Regions from separate parts of the Rattus norvegicus genome. Here region 1 is linked to region 2. A link is a contact called in public Hi-C data. All regions are on one chromosome and are shown on one strand. The core of a region is the stretch at or near the end of the contact, and the rest is flanking DNA. Distances in the headings are between cores, read along the strand shown. Region 1 holds the start of Plpp6 (phospholipid phosphatase 6). Region 2 holds the start of Slc1a1 (solute carrier family 1 member 1).

Evidence for each region. A called contact is a pair of places that touch in the nucleus more often than the background predicts.
Region 1: a Hi-C map of Schwann cells shows a contact between it and region 2, with 4 times the contacts expected there. The contact joins the promoter of Plpp6 here to the promoter of Slc1a1 in region 2. A contact is called at or near these places in 2 of 12 Hi-C or Micro-C datasets (Schwann cells and mammary epithelial cells) and 1 of 1 datasets of contacts at active chromatin or transcription factors (oligodendrocytes).

Annotation. Positions count from the first base shown.
Region 1 is chr1:236,090,008-236,095,401 of GRCr8, forward strand. It overlaps Plpp6 (phospholipid phosphatase 6), which reads left to right and starts at 2,635. Exons shown (of 1, transcript NM_001034854.1): 1 at 2,635-5,394. The coding sequence starts at 2,686. The coding sequence ends at 3,567. It overlaps Spata6l (spermatogenesis associated 6-like), which reads right to left. Exons shown (of 13, transcript NM_001014165.1): 2 at 2,224-2,361.
Region 2 is chr1:235,960,096-235,965,688 of GRCr8, forward strand. It overlaps Slc1a1 (solute carrier family 1 member 1), which reads left to right and starts at 3,360. Exons shown (of 12, transcript NM_013032.3): 1 at 3,360-3,539. The coding sequence starts at 3,449. LOC102546345 (a long non-coding RNA gene) reads right to left here and starts at 3,006. Exons shown (of 5, transcript XR_001836129.3): 1 at 2,821-3,006; 2 at 1,797-1,980.

The sequences.
Region 1 (5,394 bases), core at 1,385-3,884, 130 kb after region 2:
ACCAGAGAAAGCAAATGTAGTTACTTGGTTAGAGTGGACAGAGCCAGCAGAGGTCACGAACCCAGCGAGGGGACCTGACATTTCTGATCAATGATGCGTCTGCTTTTGTTTTACAGTTCACCCACATCTTCTTTTGCCTGAAAGAACCAGAGCTCCTCTGGCTAATGCTCAGAATGTTTTGAATTCCATGTGCTATAGAGAGGATGAATGTTTAAATGGTACAAACTGGAGTTACAGTGCTATAAACCAGTGTTTCTCAGCCTTCCTAATCCTGCGACCCATTAAAAGAACTCCTCATAGTGTGGTGACTCCCCAGTCATAAAATTATTTTCATTGCTATTCTGTAACTGTATTTTGCTGCTGTTATGAATCATGTGAGGTTTTTTTCGATGGTCTTAGGCAACCCCAGAGAAAGAGTCAATCTTTCCCAAGGGGTGGCAACCCACAGGTTGAGAACCAGTGTTATAAACCAAAGACCTAGCTTCCATCACACCACAGGAAGTAGCGTGGTCGCCACCAACATACTTTTCTGACGTCCAATCTCCAGTGCTGTGAGACGGTAAGTTTGCTGCTTGTGGGTTACTTCTGTATGTCAGCTCTAAGAATCTTCCCTATCCACATGTAAGGGCTGATGATCTTGGGGAACAACCAGTCAGCCTAGTCTATTCAAATACAAGGGCTCATGAATTCTTATGAGGAATTTGTTTACCCAAATGCTTTTAAGTTATTTAAATCTAAGCCATTCGAAGGGCTTGTGGGGGAGGGAAATGCTTTTGCCACACCACGCGCTAACACATATTTTCAGCTAAAGAACGGAACAGATTGCAAGGCACCTGGAACTAGAAGAAACTAGAATATGAGCCTGAACAACTTTTGTTTTTAGAAAAAAGAAACATGGGGTTGGGGATTTAGCTCAGTGGTAGAGCGCTTGCCTAGGAAGCACAAAGCCTAGGTTTGGTCCTCAGCTCCGAAGAAAAAAAAGAAAAAGAAAAAGAAACAGTTCCATGGTATGATTGACTAGTAATCTCGGGCTTTCCCACCCGGCCGGAGAGAAGCATCTGAAGTTGACTCTTCATCATTCTCCTTTTAAAACACAGAGGAGGTCGGGTTAGGTTAAGTGTCCAAGGTGTTCACGGATGTGTCATACCCTGTTTGCACAATTTTGTCTCTATGCACTTCTTACATTTCTATCTTAGAAGTCTTGTACAGGGCCAGGAACTGATGAGTGGGGGAAATGTTGGTTGGGGGGGGGGGACTCTTCATTTTTAGCACCTACTTATCTACTTCACACCACGTCCATCACCCACATATGGCCAGTAGGATCATCTGGGTTCTGACTGTATTTTCCGGGATAATAACCATTTACTCTTCTACCCCGACCGGCCTGGCCTTTTCAAACGCACAGGCTGCTATTCTTTTAAATGTTACCATCTTCATTGTTTCTTTCATCCTTGGATTGGAAAGAGATAGGTGGGTTTCTGGAAAGCATCTTCCAGACTTTGGAATGGATGTGACGCGGTCTTCCCTCAGTCTTCCCTCGCCCTAAAAGCCCACCTTAGAGACACTGGACAAAACCATTAGGTTAACTAAAAATTACTCCAATTTCATCTCCAAATCCAAAACCAAAACCTTAGGGTGTTGTTCGAATAGTCTACAGTGTACTGCAGTGGGGAGCCCTGGCCAGTGTTTTTTCCAATTACGACTGCATGCATTGGAATAGAATCTAGCCCTATTACTGTGGTTGTATAACACGCACATGACTTAAGACAAACTCAGAAAATATGAACAGCTTTCTTATTTAGCTACAGACTTTCAATAACCAGGTATAGCTGATTTGGTTATAGATTTATTTTTCCGAGCTTAAGAAAGTTTTTCGGAAGATCTGCAGTTTATTAATAGCCCCTTTCATAAATGCAATGCAACTAACTGTCTCTAACACCTCCCAGAACATTCAGAAACGCTCTCTGCTCTAGTTAGAAAATGCCATGGGACTTCCCAGAATAGAAAGCATCCACCAGGGTATTTAGCACTCAATTGACAGAACTTGGCTCAGGCCTGCATAGCAAAAAAGCAAGACTTCCAAACTGCGATTTCTGCCTCAAGGCCGCTTTGTGCTTTTTACACTGTGTTAAAAAGGGAAATAAGATGTACAAAACCCCTATCCTTTATAATGACTGTCAAACTGGCGTCAGTCAGCAAAACCCACTGAGAAGTCAAAATCACCTTTTCAAACCTCATGCTCTGTTGAATCACAATAGGGAACACAGAGGGAAAGCAGTCTGTCTCCAGGTACTGATTCAGAAGGTAGACTCCAAGGTACACAACTTCCTTGTCCGGCAGGAACACTCCTGGGCAAGAAATCTTAAAAAGAGGAGGAAGGAAATCAGATTTTTTGTTTTTGTTTTTGCTTTTGTTTTGCAGCGGGGCTGTTTATCCTAACCTCCCATAGCTCTGAAATGACGCCATCACTGTGTCCTTCACCTGCACTTCCCAGCTTCTCCATCCTCCCACCTCTCTCAAGCTGGCTCTCCGGGTTCCCTCCCACGTCTCCGCCAGGTGTCACAATCGTGCTCTGCGGCTCCTCGGCCCGCCCTCCGGGATGGCAGTGCGGAAGCGGAAGAGGTTGCCGGGCCAGGAAGCCTGTCTCCGGTCTGGCCCGGTCCCTGGGACCGGCCGCCCGCCGCGATGCCGAGCCCCCGGAGGACTATCGAGGGACGACCGCTAGGCTCCTCGGGCGGAAGCAGCGTCCCGGGCAGCCCGGCCCACGGCGGCGGCGGCGGCGGCAGCGGCAGGTTCGAGTTCCAGTCGCTGCTGAGCTGCCGCTCGGGCGCGGACCCCGCCTGCGCCCGGCTGCGCGCGTCCGACAGCCCGGTGCACCGGCGCGGCTCCTTCCCGCTGGCTGCCGCGTGCCCTGCACAAGTAGCTCCTGCCCCACCGCCGGAGGACGCCGGCATGAACTTGAACCCGTCCTTCCTGGGCATCGCCCTGCGCTCCCTGCTGGCCATCGACCTGTGGCTGTCCAAGAAGCTGGGGGTGTGTGCTGGGGAGAGCTCGGCCTGGGGCAGCGTGCGGCCCCTGATGAAGCTGCTGGAGATCTCAGGACATGGCATCCCCTGGTTGCTGGGCACCCTCTACTGCCTGCTTAGGAGCGACAGCTGGGCCGGGCGCGAAGTGCTGATGAACCTGCTCTTCGCCCTGCTGTTGGACCTACTGCTGGTGGCTGTGATTAAAGGGTTGGTCCGCAGGCGCCGACCGGCGCACAATCAGATGGACATGTTTTTCACCCTCTCGGTGGACAAGTACTCCTTTCCCTCGGGTCATGCCACGAGGGCCGCCCTGGTGTCGCGGTTCATCCTGAACCACCTGGTACTGGCCATTCCACTGAGGGTGCTGGTGGTCCTGTGGGCCTTCGTCTTGGGTCTCTCCAGGGTCATGCTTGGGCGGCACAACGTCACTGATGTGGCGTTTGGCTTTTTCCTGGGCTACATGCAGTACAGCATTGTGGATTATTGCTGGCTGTCACCCCTCAATGTTCCAGTTCTTTTTGTACTGTGGAATCAACAGTGACCCCATCTCATTGATTGTTGGCACCACGAGGTCTGAAGGACTCCGCATTCGAGGATTCTGACCTAAGCCAGAGCCATCCAGTTGTCCCTCAGACATTTTAGGCGCCTTTGAGAATTCTGGGACCCCACTGTCTTGAAATGTTCCTAGACCGGAGCACATGCAGGCTATTACTGAACACGGCCATACTAGAGAAACAAAGCCTATTCTGTATGTATTCGACAGCTGTTTATCCACAAGACAGCTGCAAACAAATCAAGCTGGCTGATTATACTTTTTGCTATTTACTTAAAGTTGACCGAATAGTGTTAATGAGTAATTCCTTCCCCGCCAAAGAAAAAAAAGATGTTATCACTTGTAAATTGAATTTTAAGAGCCACTAGCTAAACCATGTGCTATTCCCAGCCCTTGACCTGCGGTAGATTTTAAACAGTATTTTTAAAGTTCAAGACAGAGTTCTTTTTTCCAGTTTACCCTCTGAACATCTGTTGCCGTCCTTGGAGCTTTTTCTTTATCCTGATTCCTTAAGCTCTCCCACCTTCGAGGACTTGGTAGTAAAAAGAGGTTCCACAAAGTACTTGCCTTTCTTCTCCCTGTACCTCTCGAACGGTCTTTAGATATTTACTTCCCATTGCGCTTTCATGTTATCTTTTAGCATTCATAGAACAAGCCGAGATGTCGAAGAAGACATACTCAAAAGGTGGGCTTGTCTAAGGTTCCCACAGAAATGTAAGTATGAGACTACTGTTTCATTCCCCAATCCTGTTGACAAGTAGCATGCCAGGAGGGCAAGAAGCTGACCTGCCCGGGAGAGTCAGGGGAACTTAAGAGTTTGGGTGGAGGCTGTCCACAGACAGCAATGGCCGGGGACAGGAAATGAAGCCCTGCTGTCTGTCATGTCTACTGAGTACAGCAAATGATCCTCAGTTAAGTAAAACATTGAAGAGCGATGTGGTTCTTTTCTGTGCGTCTTCATAGCTTTCCTGTGCACCACAAGGATGACTGTGTCCTCCTTTTCCTATCAGTCCCACTTCGCTGTATCCAGCTCATTTTAGGTAACAGGACTTAACTTGAAACTTTTCAGGAGAGCCTATTGCTCTTCGTGAGCAATAGGTATAACTCTTAAATTTCTGTTTACATTGAAAGCTGTTCATTCATGGTGATTCCCCCACTCATAAGACCAAAGATGACCAAATAATATGGTAGACTCTATTTGTCTGACCTAGAAAGACCAAAGAGGGTTTGTTCATTAAATCTGTAAATGCTGCTGTGTCTGGAAAGAAAGCCTTTAAATCACTGGTGGAAGTGGCGTCATCGGATAATCTTACTGCCCAGTTGTTCTGGCATTCGAAAAAAGGACTGTAGACTATGGTCTAATGTTCAAGGATGTGGATGGACAGGACTGTGGAAAATAGTGAGAAACTGGTTCTCCGCTGGAGGAAGTAGGGTTAGGTTTAGGACCTTTGCAAGTGGGGGTCAGGCACACCACCAGGAACAGCTCCTTCGATAAATAAAACAGTTATCACATTCCCACAACAACCTAAACACAGACTACCTCTTCCCTTACCAGATCTGCTAAGCTGTGAGGTTCTAAGAGGTCTGAGTGTGTTGTTTAAACTTTTGGAGATGGTTTTTCATTATAACAATTCAAGCCAGACATTTGAAAGTGACTGTTCTTATAGTGTCCCCAAGTCTACTAACTGAGGGCCCACCTTCTAGTTTCTAGTTGCACTTCTGAAATCCCATGTTTTGTTTGCTGGGACCTGAGTTTGGTGGCTTTTAAAATACAGATGAGATCAATTTATCCGACTTCATGAGTAATCCTAAATT
Region 2 (5,593 bases), core at 2,110-4,609:
CTTCAAGAAAGAAAATCATAGTGTCTTCTAGCTGGATGGATGATTGATAGGTATATGATAATGATGATGAAAGATATATGATAGATGGATATATGATAGATAGATACTAATGATGAAGATAGGTGATTGATAGGTAGACGGACAGACAGACAGACAGGTAGATATGATGGATAGATGATAGGTAAATAGACAGGCAGATATCACGTACAGCTACTTCCTTATATGGTGTCTTGGGAGAAGGAAAAAGAAGATAAAGAAGGTTAAGTAAGTTGCTCAAAGCCACACATCTTATATGAAACAAATTTAAACGTTTAGTTTTCATCTCCTATGTGATGGTTTGTATATGCTTGATAAAATGAAATTGTTCTTCTGTTTTTCCCAGGAAGCAATGAAGCCTGTGGAAACACAGATTTCAAGGGCCTGTAACAAGGAAAAGCTTCCTTCAGCCAATTCGACTTTGCAAAAGCACTGAAGAATTTCTGTGGCAGTTAATGTCTCTGATTTATAATCCTAAAATAACTCAAGACCAAGATTAGAAGATAAAGAAGAACCCGTGTCAAAGAGCATCTTCTACACTGGCTGTGTCCTCAGGGCTTACACTCACAGTCATGAGAGGCTACCTGAGAAGCTGAGGGTCACAAGAGGGCTTGTGACCTCCTCTATCACAGCTTCGGCCTTATGATGGGGAACTGCGGCCATCAAATCACCCCCAAAGAGGCTAGCCAGGGAGAGCTGGCCTTTGGTTTCTGGGTGTGTTTTTTCATTTCTATCTGAGTTGTTACAAAAGATCGGGCTGTCACCTGCTGCTTAACCAAGTATGACAAAGTCAAAGTCTCGTTTCTTTAATCACTAACTAGATATCCCGAGAGTCAACATTAAAAAGGGAAACAGTAACAATGGGGAACGCCAGTTCCTTGGAAGGAGGAGGAGGTACCTTATTGATGAAAATCAGCCAAAGGTTTCTTTAGATAAAGTCTGAAAAACTTAGGAGTAAAAGGAAGGTGCTCACATTTATTGTAGAAAGATAACTCTAGTGTGTCTTTCTCCTTGATTTCAGGTTCTTAGGACAGGAAAGTGAACTTCATCTTCCAGGCACGGGTGTGTTGCACTTAAGGAAAATGGCCCTCAACTCTTATCCCATCTGACATCATTTGTGTCCACGGAGAAACGGAGATGTGTGTGTGTGTGTGTGTGTGTGTGTGTGTGTGTGTGTGAGAGAGAGAGAGAGAGAGAGAGAGAGAGAGAGAGAGAGAGAGAGAGCATACATTAAGGAGTTCCAACTCTGCAGGGTTGCTTGCCCTCACCATTTCTTTGTTGGTTTGGGCTGAGAAATCCGAAATATGAGATATCAGCCACAGCAACAGTGAATTCGGGAGTTTACTCCCCTGCTCTCTTAAAATGAATTTGCTGTTGGCTTGAGCATAGCTCCTTAAGGTCCCCAGGTGTCATCTGCAAGTGAAGAGGATAGATCCCTAAAGACCTTGAGCCAATCAAACCAGTGACTGGAGAGCAACTTCCCCATCAGAGCTGGGTGTGCCCGGCCCCTGCACATCCCCTTTTGGGAGGAATTAGCTCAGTGACCGGAAATGGAGGTGGCTTCTCAATCCAATCCCTGCCCCTCCTTCTCCTCTTCTCAGCACCGTTCTTAACTCCCTTGTGCCTAGGTTTGCCCATCAGAAAGATGAAGGTAGGGCAAGCATCCTGTTTGATTCTCACAGCTTCCACAAAACCCCAGGAGCACCCACGTCACAGATCAGCTCTGACGCTTCAGCTTTAATGGACTGGTTCAAAGTTACCTCGGTAGTGGGCAGATCAGGGATTGAAGGTAAGTTCTTCCGCTGCAGAAGCAAAGGCTGAGAGGCAGACAAGGTCCCTCCTCTCTGCTCCCACGGGCTTCCTATCTCCAGGGCAGGTTAGCCTTACAGATACAGTGGAGTGCACTGGAGCACAGCAATGGCAGACACCCCACCCCACAGGACGCTGGGAAGAGAAAACACAAAAACATGGCACACCACTATGGAACCCTGGTGTACTTCATTGAGTCTTCTTTAAGTACATGCCTAGGTTTTATAGATTTATTTTTACATACACACGATCAAATTATACATACAGTTTTAAACATTTTTTTTAAAATTACCCCACCGTACTAAGAGTACTTAGTTTCCTTTCTGTAGACTTCAAATGGCTGATCTTGTTTCTTTCATTTGGAGGTCTCCTCCTCCTCCTCCTCCCCCTCCCCCTCCCCCTCCCCCTCCTCCTCCCCTCTCCCCCTCCTTCTCCTCCTCCTCCTCCTCCTTCCTGTAGAGTGAATCTTTTTCTTGATAGTTTGCCCACCTCGGGAATTTTTCTTTCCAGCTCTACCCTGAGAAACCAGGAATCTTGAGTTTCCTCTCTCCTGACCTTTTTTTCTTTTGAAAGCTTAACTCTGGGAAAGGAGATGAGACCATTCATAGTATAATGTGAATGGTTAATTAAGCTTAATCTATTGTCTTTTGAAGGGTTTTTAAAAAAATCACTTTTAACCAAAAGATACTCTAATTGGGGAATTCTAGTGGTCAAGTAATCTAGACAAGGAGAGTCCCCTGACAGCCAACTAAAGAGTAAACCCCATAATGCTACATGGGGCTCACTTAGTTAAGATAATGGTAAGCTAAGGGCAAGGTAAGAGTAAAAACAGAGTAAGAAATTCAGTTATCGAAGTGTGTGCAGCCACACTAACCCAGATTCTCTAGCTACACCCTGTAAGGTATTTGGCCTTGGGGATAGAATGGGCCCGCCCACCGTCCCACAGCAGCCAGGCCAGTTCTTAACTTTAATTACCCAGTAATGGCCACAAGGCAAGTCCCTAGGGGTGCACTTGTTAAGTTGTGCAAGAGATGACCACGCCCACGCGCAAGGTGTACAACCAGGCCTGGGTTCCGGCAGATCCGTCTGATCCTCGATTCAGAGAATTAAAAAATCCCGCGGGGAATATCAGAGATCACCTGGGGGATAAAAAAAAAAAAATCCCCAAAACTGCTCTGAAGTCACACTGTGTGTCTCTTCTTGTGGCTCTGGGGCTTGAGGCCCAGGGCAAAAATGTGTCCCATATCAAATTCCTTCGCACACGCCCAGGGCGGTGCTTCCCCAAGGAGACTGGTGTGAAATCGCAGAGGGTCAGAAACTCCTCCGACGGGAAGCCTCGACCCGGAGCCCAGGGGGACCTGATCGCCCTACGCTCGCCACCCCGCCCGGACGCTCCGCCCTCGGCCTCGCTGGTTGGCCTGGTCGCTGCAGCGAACGGCGGCGGGAGGAGCCGGTTTTGCGAGCACGCAAAACCACGGTGCTCGGTCCCCAGCGGCAGTGGCAGCTCTGACAGCGGCCCGTGCGCTGTGTCTCCACCGTGCCCTGCATCCCTCATCCCACATCCGCCGCGCTCCCCGATTCCTCACAAACGCCGGTGCCCATCATGGGGAAGCCCACGAGCTCGGGATGCGACTGGCGCCGCTTCCTGCGGAATCACTGGCTGCTGCTCTCCACCGTGGCCGCCGTGGTACTGGGTGAGTCGCGCGCGGGGGCACTAGGCGCGTGCCGGGGCCAGGCCGCGTGCGGGACCGGGTGGGCTCGGCGTGGCGCGCGCTGCCTGCGTTCTCCGGCACTGGGCCCCCAAGCTCAGGATCAACCCGAGCGCTTTCGTTTCACGAGGGGGGGAACAGTGTTCTTAGCCAACCCTCACAACCCCCCTCCATTCTGGTGCTCCGCGAGCTGCTGTCTCTGCTTTTTCCAAAATGATCAGAGGGGATTGAAAGGTGGACAAGGGGTCCTTTGGAAAGGAGCCGGGTTAAGCGGGGTTTAATTTGATCTTCATCCTTAACTGTTCCCACCATACGCGCACACCACCACCGTCACCATTACCTTCGTGCCCGACCGCGACTGTGTGAATTACTGTTCTCCGTCGGATTTAAAGAGACATCTGGGCCTGCGAGATGGTGGAGACCTTGGGAATATTGAAGCAGGGGAGAGGTATCTTCTTGTAGGATACCTCTCTAATCAGATAGATCACGCCTGATTTCTGAGCCAGCAGTTGTGGCTCACTGAGGCCACAGGGAACCAACGCTAAGAGAACCCAGCCCCCTTCTTCCTCCGGGACTACCTGCTCACCACATTTTTCTACTAAAATATAAGCTGCTTTTATTTGTTTTCACACTCGCGTGTGTTTAAGTGGCCCATGCCTGCCATACCGCTGGGCTGGGACTAGGTAGATGTCTGGGCCATTGCTCAGAGGTTTGAGTTTCTTATGTTTAGAATCTCGTTTTCTGGCCAGGTTGTCTCTGTAACTTGAACTCACTGCACAGTGTACTGTAGGGTGGGGACCCTGCGGGTCTTCACACCTCCGGTGGTGGGGTTGTCCAGCCGGTGAGGGCAGGTGCACCTTGAGGGAAAGTGGATTCCCAGGCAGGCTCCACCCTCTGTCTGGAAATTGCAGCTGCCTCTGCTGGAATGTGAAGAGGGGCAGCCCCTTCTCTACCCTGGGCGTTGCACATTGCTCTTGGAAAAAACTTGGTGTTGTCTGCTCCCCTCCAAGGTCTTCCCCGTCAAAAATAAAATCTCTTTGGAAGTTAATGGAGTCCTTGGTGTCCTATGGGCTCCCCCAGAACCTTATGCGAAGGGAAGTCAGGCTTCTAGTAAATAAGTAACATCCTGAATGGTATTAACAGAGGACGTTTGTGGGAGGGAAGGAGTGCAAAAGAACCCACTAGTGTTCACTTTCCCCAGTGCCAAGTGGTTTAGGGCATTTGGGGGAAGGTTAATCATGCACCACATGTAAATAACAGCTCTTACCAAGACAGTGGATGGATTGGAAGACATGGACTTGTTTGTTTTCCCTATGATGGATACAGAATTTATTTTTAAATCTGTTTTGAAAGCCCTGGAGGTGACCAAAGCTTGTGGGTCCTTCCCAGTTCTGTCTGCAGCCCTAGGCACTGCAGAGGTCCTGCTTGGTCACCAAGTGCTTCCTTCCCACCAGCAGCTGGCATGAGTATTGGTGCCCCACAGTTCACCAGTTCACCAGAGCCTGCTCTGGAAAGGAAGCCTAGCGGTTACTCACTGGCCCTTGGACCGCTTGCATAAGCACCATCCTCACGTCAAGGAAGGCTTTCCTCTTATTTTGCAGGCATGGCCTGTGGTCTCATGGCCTGTGGTCTCAGGCGGACCTCTTTCCCTGGAATCAGTGCTGGTGAGCCACAGAAACTCGATTCTGGTATTTAGTTTGAGCCATAAATTCACCATTTAAAATTATAAGTGCCCTGCTGAGGTCATACCAGTCAGTCCCTTGCTCCTCAGGAGGAGCGTGGGACAGACTCCGGCATGTTGCCATCTGTATGAGAGGTCTCCTGCTTAGAATACCACCAGGGTGCTCAAGCAGGCACTTGCTGGGGTCCTCCTCTTTGCCACTCCAAGAACCTTTGCTCTGAGTGAAAACTCCTACCTACCTTTGCTCAGACTACACTGGCTAGCCTGTTTAACAAGCAATGAAATCCTAACCACTCGTCCTAGGTATCCGTTAGCCCTTTCTAGGTTGGGAATGGTCAGTTTTTCTACAACTGCCATA